2 separate regions of the Arabidopsis thaliana genome follow, and region 2 is linked to region 1. A link is a contact called in public targeted proximity ligation data. All regions are on one chromosome and are shown on one strand. The core of a region is the stretch at or near the end of the contact, and the rest is flanking DNA. Distances in the headings are between cores, read along the strand shown. Region 1 holds the start of AT1G10280 (Core-2/I-branching beta-1,6-N-acetylglucosaminyltransferase family protein). Region 2 holds the start of AT1G10395.

The links.
Region 2: a targeted proximity ligation map of shoot shows a contact between it and region 1, with 11 read pairs. A contact is called at or near these places in 3 of 26 Hi-C or Micro-C datasets (leaf, rosette leaf and shoot), 1 of 2 datasets of targeted methods (shoot) and 1 of 3 other capture datasets (seedling).

What each region holds. Positions count from the first base shown.
Region 1 is chr1:3,367,204-3,372,841 of TAIR10.1, reverse strand. It overlaps AT1G10280 (Core-2/I-branching beta-1,6-N-acetylglucosaminyltransferase family protein), which reads left to right and starts at 3,717. Exons shown (of 2, transcript NM_100902.3): 1 at 3,717-4,699; 2 at 5,406-5,638. The coding sequence starts at 4,103. It overlaps ADL6 (dynamin-like protein 6), which reads right to left and starts at 2,440. Exons shown (of 22, transcript NM_100903.4): 1 at 1,928-2,440; 2 at 1,594-1,644; 3 at 1,377-1,497; 4 at 1,155-1,247; 5 at 749-810; 6 at 461-578; 7 at 1-314. The coding sequence starts at 2,068.
Region 2 is chr1:3,407,769-3,413,914 of TAIR10.1, reverse strand. It overlaps AT1G10395, which reads right to left and starts at 1,441. Exons shown (of 2, transcript NM_001331901.1): 1 at 1,383-1,441; 2 at 1,173-1,365. The coding sequence starts at 1,441. The coding sequence ends at 1,173. It overlaps AT1G10390 (Nucleoporin autopeptidase), which reads left to right and starts at 1,041. Exons shown (of 13, transcript NM_100914.4): 1 at 1,041-1,422; 2 at 1,812-1,888; 3 at 2,026-2,319; 4 at 2,500-3,147; 5 at 3,263-3,490; 6 at 3,590-4,224; 7 at 4,402-4,489; 8 at 4,566-4,626; 9 at 4,744-4,882; 10 at 5,102-5,218; 11 at 5,326-5,500; 12 at 5,843-5,884; 13 at 5,971-6,146. The coding sequence starts at 1,870.

The sequences.
Region 1 (5,638 bases), core at 2,468-4,967:
GAGCTTCATTCTGCTACGAATCTGGCTAGCAAGGGTATCCACCAACGCAATTCTGCCAAGCTTGCTTTGTGGAGCCCCAGTCAAAATGGACTTAAGACTTTCACTCTCAGCACGCCAAGCAGTTTCTAAGGAGTTCTCACCACTTCCAGACTGTGCTGACGCAATTGAAACGGATTGGCCAATAACAGCAACCCATGGAATGTCAGTTGTTTTTGGAGGTCCTTGATTTGAAAGAAGAGCCTGAACAGCTGCAAGGGCTTTCGAGTTCTCTGCTGCCTGGTCAATTTTTCCAATAATGCCTATTGTCCTAGTACCTATAAGTAGGGAGGAGTGATGTTAGCTAATGAGTATTTTAAGCAAACTGAAGTGATAATAGGTAGGTAAATCAACAGTTCTTATCAGGTATACAAATAATAAACAATATTAAGATAAGACAGATCGGAAATACAGATGTACTCACTCTCTGGATCATACTCCTTTGCAATCTTCAGGGCTCGGGATGATGAAATTTCAGATGCCTGGCTAGCAGGCACTATAACCAGCAGTATGGCATCATTGTGTTGCGCGTATTCAGCAATCTTGCAAAGAGACCCAAGAAACAAACAACAATTTCAAAAGGATAAACATGATAATGAATCTATATTATCACTTCAGTAGGAAACCGATAAAAATAGTCAAAATCTTTTGTTTCGTGGTTGTCAGGCAAGTTAAGGATATGACAATGGCATTAAGTAGTTCCAAGCCTCACCATTGACTCGTCCACAATTCTCTGGTCCAGTCCAGGCAGATCAACTAATTTCAATGGTGGAGCTGCAATGTAAAGGGTAAACGTAACAGGTTATGATGGTCAAAGAAAATTTAATACTACGAAACTGTCGGTCATATGTCATATGTCATAACTCATGTTCAAAAGAGTGTGTACTGTTTATGTTAAAGCTCCGTTAGATATTTAATCTGATACCCACCAAAGTAAAGCTAGAAGCTCTAAACTAGTGTACTAGATAGTATATAAGGATAGCAAGATATTACAGCTGACCAGTTCACGGGTATCAAAGATAAATTCATACACCCAACTTAGGTTAGCTAAGGATGTGCTATTTGAAGAGTAGATATAGGCTTGCCACTTATGATTGTGCAAGTAAAAAGGGGCTTACCTGTGCTGGTACGAAGTTTTAAGTTTATTTCATCACGATTCTTCCCTGAGGCTCCTTTGCTAAGTCTATCTTGCAGAGAATGTCTCAAAGCACCTAAAATATACCCATGTAGAACACAATGGAGATATTATGAGAAGACTGATCGAAATTTTTTTATCATAAATGCAGAAAGAGCCTCACATAGCATTGCTAAATTGCATATGTTCATAGATAGAGACTTACTTGCAGAAACTTGTTGAGATTTATTGTCGATTTGCAAGATAATTGCCTTGCTGCTCAAAGAACTCTCCCTGCTCAATTCAATTATTATAGGAGCTCGTGTAGCACCATTCTCACCCGTCGGCTGTGTATAGTAAGTGTAGCAGACACAACAGAGGTCAGTATTAGTATAAGAAAAGGAGTAAGCCAATAATAACCATAGACTCAATGTACAACTTACCAGCACTGGATGCCCAATTAGACTGTTTAGAACTGCAGACTTTCCAGCTCCCTGGTTCAGTATGCAAAAAGAGATAAGTAACAAATAACAAAATACATCAGCCTTCTCCGGCACGAGTCGCTCCTCATGTAACCATATATCCACTAATAAAGAGAATCCCAACAAAACTAGCTATAAACGATGAGTGTGTCCTAGCAAAATTCGATAAAAACCTAATCTAGATCCAGAAGATCCACGATATGGCAATCCAACATACACTCGAACACAGAATAAAACCAGCACGAGCCTAAAGAGAGGAAAATCGAGGAGCGTGGAGTGAGAGCGAGGAACTCACCACATTTCCCAAGGCAACGACGTTGAGGAAAGTGGCAGGGCGCTTGGAAGAAGAGGTTTCGTCGGGATCTTCGTCGGCGAGGAGAGACGCCGCCTGCTTCATCGAATCTGAGAGCTGAGACAACTCATCGATCGCCTCCATCGCGACTAGCAAAAGCCCTCCGCGAATCGAGATCGAGTAACCGATTCAAAGTGAAGAGATCTGGAGGAAGAAGGAAGCCACTCGATTAGATCTGAGCAGACCGGAACCGAAATCGGCGGCAATAGGCGGGGTCTTTCCCGGTGAGACGATGGGCCGGAATTTGGAATCCGGTCGCGATGGTGTTAAGCTAAGATTTTTCGTTGGGGATTTCGTAAGGGAAGGCAGAAATGAGCGAAGACGAGGTCATAAAGAGGACGTACGTAAGATTTCACAATTACACGGGACAAGATTCAAATTTCAAAAGACTTACAAAAATCATATCTTTCTAATTTTTTTCTGATCGGTCTCAAGTGCTTCTTCTTTTTCTTACTTAAAAAAAAAAAAAAAAAAACAATGTGATGTGAAATACACATAAAAAAATAAAAAAAAATTATCAGTTCATTTAACAATTTATCATCTATTAGATCCATTCATATAACATTAGATGATGTTGGAATCCCACATTACTAAATCAATGTGAAGGTTCAAATAAAAATGTAATCAAATGTTGTTGTGGATCTCGTTGTTGTTCATATAGTTCTCGCGACATAATTTACCTCAAGGGAAGGCAAACAAAAAATCTATTCACAAGGTGTAACTATTTTCGTAAACTATTATAGTTTTTTTTTGGACAAACAACCCCTACTAAAATCTATTTGGTGTATGTTTTTTGAATAATTGATCCTACCAACCTAATTTTTTTGAACTATATGTGTTTTTTGTTGCCTGAATCTCATCTTCCCTTCTTTAGAACTGTTGTCTATCATCATACCTTCCAACATCTTAGGACTAGTTTGGCAATGTTGACAATTCTTTGTGATGTATGACAAGTATAATTATAAGGAAAAAATAAATAAACATTGGACATAAAAATCAGAAATTTCCAAGCTAACTATATGAAATTTCTAGGCACATTTCTTGGTTCTTTTGATACCATTTCTTTTTCCTTTTGGACATCTGGATATCATATTGTTTGTTTGGGATACTAGTTCTTCCCAAGTTTTTAATCTTAATTAGCTGCTTTGGATCCTTAATAGAAAAATAAACATTTCATATATTCCGGAAATTAGTATAGCCATCGGTTTTAGATTTTCTGGTGATTAAGATATAAGAAGATATTTTTTCAAATATAATAATGAAAAAACAAAATCTACAAATCATTAAAAAGGAAAAAAAAAATCAAAATTAGAATACAATACATTGTCTCAATACTATAACATAACCAAAAGAAGCATCAATAAATTTTACTAATAGTTAATAAGTACAGAAAAAATCGAAAAATTCTAGAAATGTTAAAAGTAATTTTTTTAAAAATAGTAAGGATATAGAAATTAGATAATCAATAAGTTTGACTACTGGATATCTAGAATTATTTCTATAAAAAAAAAAGTGAAATGTCGGACCAAAGAGTTGACGAGCACTAAACCACGTCACAATTAAACGTGGGCCCTCCGGCCCAATAACTTAAAACCAATAGATTATTCCCATCTGGCAAGATCTGCGGACTTTGAACTCGTTATGCTTTTCGACGTGGAGTTTTAAACTCAATTAATCTAATTAAATTAAGCATAACATTCCAATTAATTTTGTTCTTTTATATATATAAGATCAAAATCAACCACACACACACATAGATTTCAACTGGAAGAAACAAAAGACCAGATTTGTTTATGTTTCTTCTTCTTCTTCTTCCTCTCTGCATGAAATTCAGTTTCTGATCTGTTTCAGTCATCGTTTCTCACTTTCCTCGAAGATTTCCACAGATCCAATTTCCATTTATCCACTTACCTTTTTCGATTTCGTTTGATCCTTGGATTTAATTATATGTTACAAATTTAGGAAATTTCTCGAGGAGATTGAATGCAATGGATTTGTGCTTGAAACAATCAGATTCTCTTTGAATCATAAGAATGTTTCCCTGAAACTTTATTTTTGGGGAACAGAGATCATCACTGTGTTGTTGTTTGGGTAGACAAGTTTTGAGTTTCTCGAACAATGGCGAGAGGAGGGAAAGAGGAAGGAGAAAAACACATAGGGTTACTAAAGCTGGCGCAAACGCTGTCGTTTTTGCTAATTTTCATGGCTGGAATCATCATCGGTCTCGCCGCAAGTTCTCACATCGATCGCTACTTCAATTCTTTGCCGAGGATGTTCTCATCAACCACTAACCTCCAATCGATTCCTTTTTCGACTCCTGATTACTCCAATTGCACAATCATCCACCGAGACTGCACAGGTAACGACGACAACGAGAGCGACGACGGAGGAGTCAAGGCGGAGAAACCAAAGGTTCGAGATTGTTGGAGCATTGATGGGTTTGTTCGGCCAGAGAATCTGAGTCATGGAATGACTGATGATGAGTTGTTCTGGAGAGCTTCGATGGTTCCGGTGAAGGAAGAGTATCCGTACGATAGGGTTCCGAAAGTGGCGTTTATGTTTCTGACGAGAGGGCCTTTACCTATGCTTCCGCTTTGGGAGAAGTTTTTTAAAGGCAATGAAAAGTACTTGTCCGTTTATGTTCATACGCCTCCTGGATACGACATGAATGTCTCTCGTGATTCTCCCTTTTACGACCGCCAGATCCCCAGCCAGGTACGTTTTGATGCAGGACAGTGAACTTTTTGTGTCTTGCTTGTGTTCTTCAGTGGATCAGAACAAAACAAATACTTAGTTTCACCAGTGACTTAATCTTGTATACAAGAACAGAGTAATAGATAAGTAGATAAGAAATATAGTCATTCTGGATCATGGAGATCTAGTTCTCTAGAGGAACAACATGTAGATCTAATCGGCATGATGGAATCCAAGTTACACTGGCGCGTGACTATTTGAGATTGTTTATAGGATTTGAACCTTTTAATTGTTTCTTCCACTGTCAGCTACATCTGTTTCAAGGTTGTGTATTAGATGAAGCTTTGTTACTAATTTTGCTATTATGTGATTATTTGGAACATAGCTGGTTTTAGTTTAATGATCGGGAACAGCTTTTATTATAGAGGTGATCTGCTTAGCTGTGATCTGCTTAGCTGTGAACTAGGAAACTATAAAAGACTAATTCATAGACACATTATATAAGCTTCTCTTGTTGATTTTTACACCTTTTATTGTAGTAATCCCTTTAATTTTCTCTGTATGTCACAATGATCCTGGTAATTGCATAACGCTTTGTTTGGTTCTTCAACTTGGTCATCTGATGAATCATGGATGGTCTGTGTCATTGTATGCTAGATCTACTTGATAAAAAAATCTAAAGAATTCTGTCTGGTTCTGATGGGTTTTTTATACTTGAATTTTTTAGAGAGTTGAATGGGGATCCCCACTATTGACAGACGCAGAGAAGCGTCTTCTAGCCAATGCATTGCTGGACTTCTCAAATGAGCGTTTTGTTCTTCTCTCAGAGAGCTGTGTCCCAGTTTACAACTTCTCAACTGTCTACACTTACCTAATAAACTCTGCTTACAGTTTTGTGGACTCTTATGATGAGCCAACACGTTATGGCCGTGGCCGTTATAGCCGCAAGATGCTCCCGGA
Region 2 (6,146 bases), core at 192-2,691, 43 kb before region 1:
TAATTTTTTAATTGTTAAATACTTTTTTGTGCTAATTTTTATGTGATTAAGATTTAATTGATTTCGTATATAAAATATTAAATTGTTTTACGAACTTATTTGTTTATAATTTGGTAACAGAGAGATATTTGAATATTCAGTATATTTTGCTTTAGTTTAGGAAATCTTTGATGACCCGTCTTTAGATCCAATAAGCCATATAGGTAAGAGATGAATATTGTCTTTAAATGATTCTGGTAACCTTAATGACGTCAATAAAAAATTTTGTTTTTGGTTAAATTTTTCTAATGACATTATCATGTAATTAATTACAAAAATTAAAGTTACATTTAAAATGTACTTCCCAAATAATATAGCAGGATATATTTCAAAGTTGCTATCAGAAACATATATTTGAGCCTGTATTTCGAAACTTGTATAATGTTAAACTAATTTGAGCTTGGATTCGAATCCATGTTTCGAGCTTGGAGTTTTGTGATATGTCGTCAGGTTCAAAAAGTGCACTTATTAATATATATGGGCCTAATACAGGCCCAAAATATGGGTCTATTACAAACCAAAGCATTGTTGTAGTATTGAGACAAAATTAACGTTGGAAACAAAGCATTTTAAACTCTCTATTACAATGGTTGAAAGTAAATAAGCAAAATTTACTGTATTTCCTAAAAGTGAGACCATTTCCATCGGAGTATGTGAATGAGATACTTATCAATTAAATAATAATAAAAAAGAAAATAAATTAGAGAGAAAGAGAAAAAAGTGGATGAACGTTTTTCACAGGAGAAACGATTCTCAGCATTTATTGACAGTTGTCATTTAACCAGTGATTTATTTTCTTCGAACTGAAGCTGTAAATGATGACTAAAACCGCATCCAAAATCGCACCGCAACAGTGCTGTAACAGTATCAAAATCTTTACATATACATATGTATCTATGTATTTTCGTTATTATTTGAACTGCACCATTCGGAAAATATATTGATTGGATTAATTTTTTTTTTTTTGAGATACTTTCTATCACTTTTACCGTGAAGATGCCCTAAATTCAGCAATTAAACACGCAAGCAGGAAGAGAGAAGTCATCATATCATACCAACAAAAAGGGCCAATCGTTCGCTCTTTGCAAGTTGCAACCGTCGCGCTTTCGATTCCGGCGAAATTGCTCCATCTTCTAGTCGCTTTTCAGATCGAGCTCGTCGTTTTCAGGTTCCATTTCTCCTACATCTTCTTGCTCCACATTTGATTCCACGCCGCCTATTCGTTTCTCGGCGATTTCACTCCTGAACCCTAATTTCCTCCACGCAGATAATTTCGACGATCGGAGCTTCCGCTCTTGGTCTCTTGAGAGTCCTTTGATATCATATCTGATTGGTCGAAGAACGTGTGTCCTTGTTCTTCTCTTTTTGACATCGGATTCATAGGTATTTCTTCGAGTTTCATTTCGATTAGTTCCAGCTTTGATTTTATTGCTGGATTTGCTCAAGTTTTATATTCATTTTGCATATTCAATTTCTGAGTTCCCGATGATTTCTAGTTGTGATGTTGCTTAGTTCAATGGTTTTAGAGGTTCGTTAGGTTCCTCATCTCTCTTTCTCTCAGTCATACCTGCTTACAATACACTTTCTAGGTCCTTTGTCTACTACTCTCTGTAGCGCAGGAACCAACTTCTTAAGTTGATGTTGAATTCATAGTATAATTTACGGATGTTTATTGTGTTTGAATTTTTAAAACCAGCTTTTACCGGTATGGTGCTGCTTATGTGCATTTGGTTCTGTTGTTATCTTCTCCTAATCATTGTTCTTTTTTCCAGCTACAGGATAATATAATTTCTTTTGGCTTGGCCATCCGTTGTCAAACTACAGAGGAAGATGTTTGGCTCATCTAATCGTAAGTAATCCTATCTTATTCTTACTTGTTGGTTTCCGAAGCCAAATATTTCGTTATTGTTTTATAGTTTTATGCTATTTATTTCTTTTGTATATACTTCTAAAGAAAATTGACCTTCTGAAACATTGTTCTTATAGCTTTTGGACAGTCATCTGGTACCAGCCCATTTGGGTCTCAATCTTTGTTTGGTCAGACCAGCAATACAAGTAGTAATAATCCCTTTGCTCCAGCTACACCGTTTGGCACGTCTGCTCCTTTTGCTGCACAGTCGGGAAGTTCAATATTCGGAAGCACTTCAACCGGTGTTTTTGGTGCACCTCAAACATCCTCTCCCTTTGCCTCCACCCCAACTTTTGGAGCTTCTTCATCACCAGCATTTGGGAATTCTACTCCGGCCTTTGGAGCATCTCCAGCATCTTCACCTTTTGGTGGTAAGTACCTTTTATGGATTTCATTGCATGGTTTGTTAGTTGCCTCATTGATTTATTGCTTCTCCTGGGTATGAATATATTTTATGTCTTTGGTAGGACAAGGGTTTAAGAATAAGCCCTGTTTAACAGTTTTACATTTGCATTTGGTGATTAAGCTAATTTTATTTGTTTCCTTTTTAGGATCTTCTGGTTTTGGGCAGAAACCTTTGGGATTTTCAACGCCTCAGTCAAATCCTTTTGGAAACTCCACGCAGCAATCCCAACCTGCATTTGGAAACACCTCTTTTGGTTCGTCTACACCTTTTGGTGCCACTAACACGCCTGCCTTTGGCGCTCCAAGCACGCCTTCTTTTGGCGCCACAAGCACACCCTCGTTTGGTGCATCAAGCACGCCTGCCTTTGGTGCCACAAACACGCCTGCCTTCGGTGCCTCAAACTCTCCCTCCTTTGGCGCCACAAACACACCTGCATTTGGCGCGTCACCGACTCCAGCTTTTGGTAGCACTGGCACCACGTTTGGTAACACTGGCTTTGGTTCTGGAGGTGCTTTTGGAGCTTCAAACACCCCTGCTTTTGGTGCATCAGGCACTCCGGCTTTTGGTGCATCAGGCACTCCTGCCTTCGGTGCATCAAGTACTCCTGCCTTTGGGGCATCCAGTACTCCTGCCTTTGGGGCATCCAGTACTCCTGCCTTTGGGGGATCTAGTACTCCTTCTTTTGGTGCGTCAAATACCTCATCCTTTAGTTTTGGCTCGTCTCCAGCTTTTGGCCAGTCTACATCAGCCTTTGGTAGCAGCGCCTTTGGCTCTACACCATCTCCCTTTGGAGGTCAAGGTTCTTCCTTTAGCATTTCCCATTCTGTACAATATTATAACTGCTAATTGGTGTGTTGCTCATTTGAATAAAGGGGTGACGAAATATGTTTGCATGATTTGTTTTGCAGGTGCGCAGGCTTCAACCCCTACATTTGGGGGTTCTGGTTTTGGTCAATCAACTTTCGGTGGTCAACAAGGGGGCAGTCGAGCTGTGCCTTATGCACCAACTGTTGAGGCAGACACAGGGACCGGCACTCAGCCTGCTGGAAAGTTGGAATCTATTTCTGCCATGCCAGCATACAAAGAGAAAAACTATGAGGAGCTGAGGTGGGAAGATTACCAGCGAGGAGATAAAGGTACACCTGATCAAACAAATCTTGTACTACATCTGCTTAAGGCTACATTCCTGTGCCTTATTTAACTAAATCTTGATTCTCGTACTCTTCAATTCTCAGGTGGACCACTTCCTGCTGGCCAGTCTCCTGGCAATGCCGGATTTGGTATATCACCTTCTCAACCAAATCCATTTTCTCCATCACCGGCGTTTGGTCAGACATCAGCAAATCCAACAAACCCTTTTTCGAGCTCAACATCTACCAACCCTTTTGCCCCTCAAACCCCAACAATTGCTAGTTCGAGTTTTGGAACGGCTACCTCAAATTTTGGTTCCTCGCCCTTTGGTGTAACATCTTCTTCCAATCTTTTTGGTTCAGGTTCATCAACTACCACATCCGTTTTTGGATCATCCTCCGCTTTTGGAACAACGACACCATCACCGTTATTTGGTTCATCAAGCACTCCTGGATTTGGCTCTTCTTCATCAATCTTTGGTTCAGCTCCTGGTCAGGGGGCAACTCCAGCATTTGGCAACAGTCAGCCATCTACTCTGTTCAATTCAACCCCTTCGACCGGGCAGACTGGTTCTGCGTTTGGACAGACTGGTTCTGCTTTTGGACAGTTCGGACAGAGTAGTGCTCCTGCATTTGGCCAAAATAGCATTTTTAATAAACCTTCCACTGGATTTGGAAACATGTTTTCCAGTTCTTCAACATTAACCACGTCTAGCAGCTCTCCCTTTGGACAAACAATGGTGATTTTCACATTCGCTATTAAGCCTAAGCACTTCGTTTTTTTTTTTTTTTTCATTTCTTTTGGTGATGCCTGTTCTCTTCATAGTTTGCAGTTCTTTTGCATCTCTTAAATGACACCGGCACCTAGTTTCCTTCTTTTCTAATTTTGGCCTTCAAATCTCGCATTATTTCTGTAGCCTGCTGGTGTGACACCCTTTCAATCAGCTCAGCCAGGTCAAGCATCAAATGGTTTTGGTTTCAACAACTTCGGTCAAAATCAAGCAGGTACGTCGCTCGACCAAGTCACTGACATTATCATCTTATTTCTAGATGCTAACTCTTCTATATTCATGGTCTAAAGCTAATACTACTGGAAATGCTGGTGGACTGGGGATTTTTGGTCAAGGCAACTTCGGGCAATCGTATGGCGTTTCTGCTTCCAAGACTTTTATTTCCGCTCTTTTTTGATAGTTTATTTTATGGGTTTCATTTTATGGAAGTTGTGTTATTTTAGCTTCATCGTTTTATTTTTTTGACAGGCCTGCTCCGCTGAACTCTGTTGTTTTGCAACCAGTTGCTGTGACAAACCCATTTGGAACACTTCCTGCTATGCCTCAGATTTCAATAAATCAAGGTGGAAATTCACCTTCCATTCAATATGGAATCTCCAGCATGCCTGTAAGCCTGCTCTTCCTTCTGCAACTCCCATACGGTGCATTGTTCTTTTTATCCAGATTTAGATATAGTCTCCGTATAGCTGTTCCCTCTAATAATACCCTATGTTAGACATTCAGTTCTCCCACATGCATCTTGAAGCTTGTTACTATTCATAATAAATAGAAGTAGTTGATTACTTGATTATTAATTGGTTCTAAATCATTTTCTTTTTCCTGTCAGGTTGTTGACAAACCTGCTCCTGTTAGAATATCATCTCTCCTGACTTCTCGACACCTATTACACAGGCGGGTCAGGCTGCCGGCAAGAAAGTACCGTCCTGGCGAGAATGGTCCAAAGGCAATGCTTCGTTCTTGTGAATATATAATCACATTTATTTTACTCAATCTAAACTCTTGGTGCTGAGGTTCGTTCTATATGTTTAAATCTTAAAATGTTCTTTGTAGGTTCCATTTTTCACTGATGACGAAGAGAGCTCAAGTACACCAAAGGCGGATGCTCTTTTCATTCCAAGGGAGAACCCTAGAGCTCTAGTTATACGCCCAGTTCAACAGTGGTCTTCAAGGGATAAATCAATACTTCCAAAGGAACAACGCCCGACTGCTCCATTACATGACAATGGTAAGCTTCCTTTTTTCTATTCTTTGCTTATTGCATGGCTTGCAGTGGTTCTTTAAGTTTTCAATATAGATAAAGCTTTTTGAGTCTCTCTCCTACAATTTATTTCCATAGAGATGGCAGCATTCAAATCTTAGACTAGCACTTTTAAGTTGGAATTTTCAATACCTACCCTTTTTTACTCTCATCAGAGCACCTTTTCTTGTTCATGCGTGGTTTTTATTTTGAAACTTGATTACTCTGCGTGTGAGAAGGACTATGCGAAATGATTACGCTAATGAGGTGCTAGGTACTTGGGTAAACCATTCCTGTCTCTTTTTGACAATATTAATCGTAAAATTTCAGGGAAGAGTCCCGACATGGCCACTGATGCAGCAAACCATGACAGTGAGTAAATAAAATATTAGAAAAGTTTGGTTACGTTTTTCTATGTGTGGAAATTCTCGGACTGACTTGAGAGACAATATTCACAGGAAATGGTAACGGAGAACTTGGTGCTACTGGGGAAAGAATTCATACATCAGTCAATGCAAATCAGAAACCGAATGGCACAACACGCTCAGATCAGGCTAGCGAGAAAGAGCGTCCCTACAAAACTCTAAGTGGACACAGAGCAGGAGAAGCCGCAATTGTTTATGAGCACGGTGCA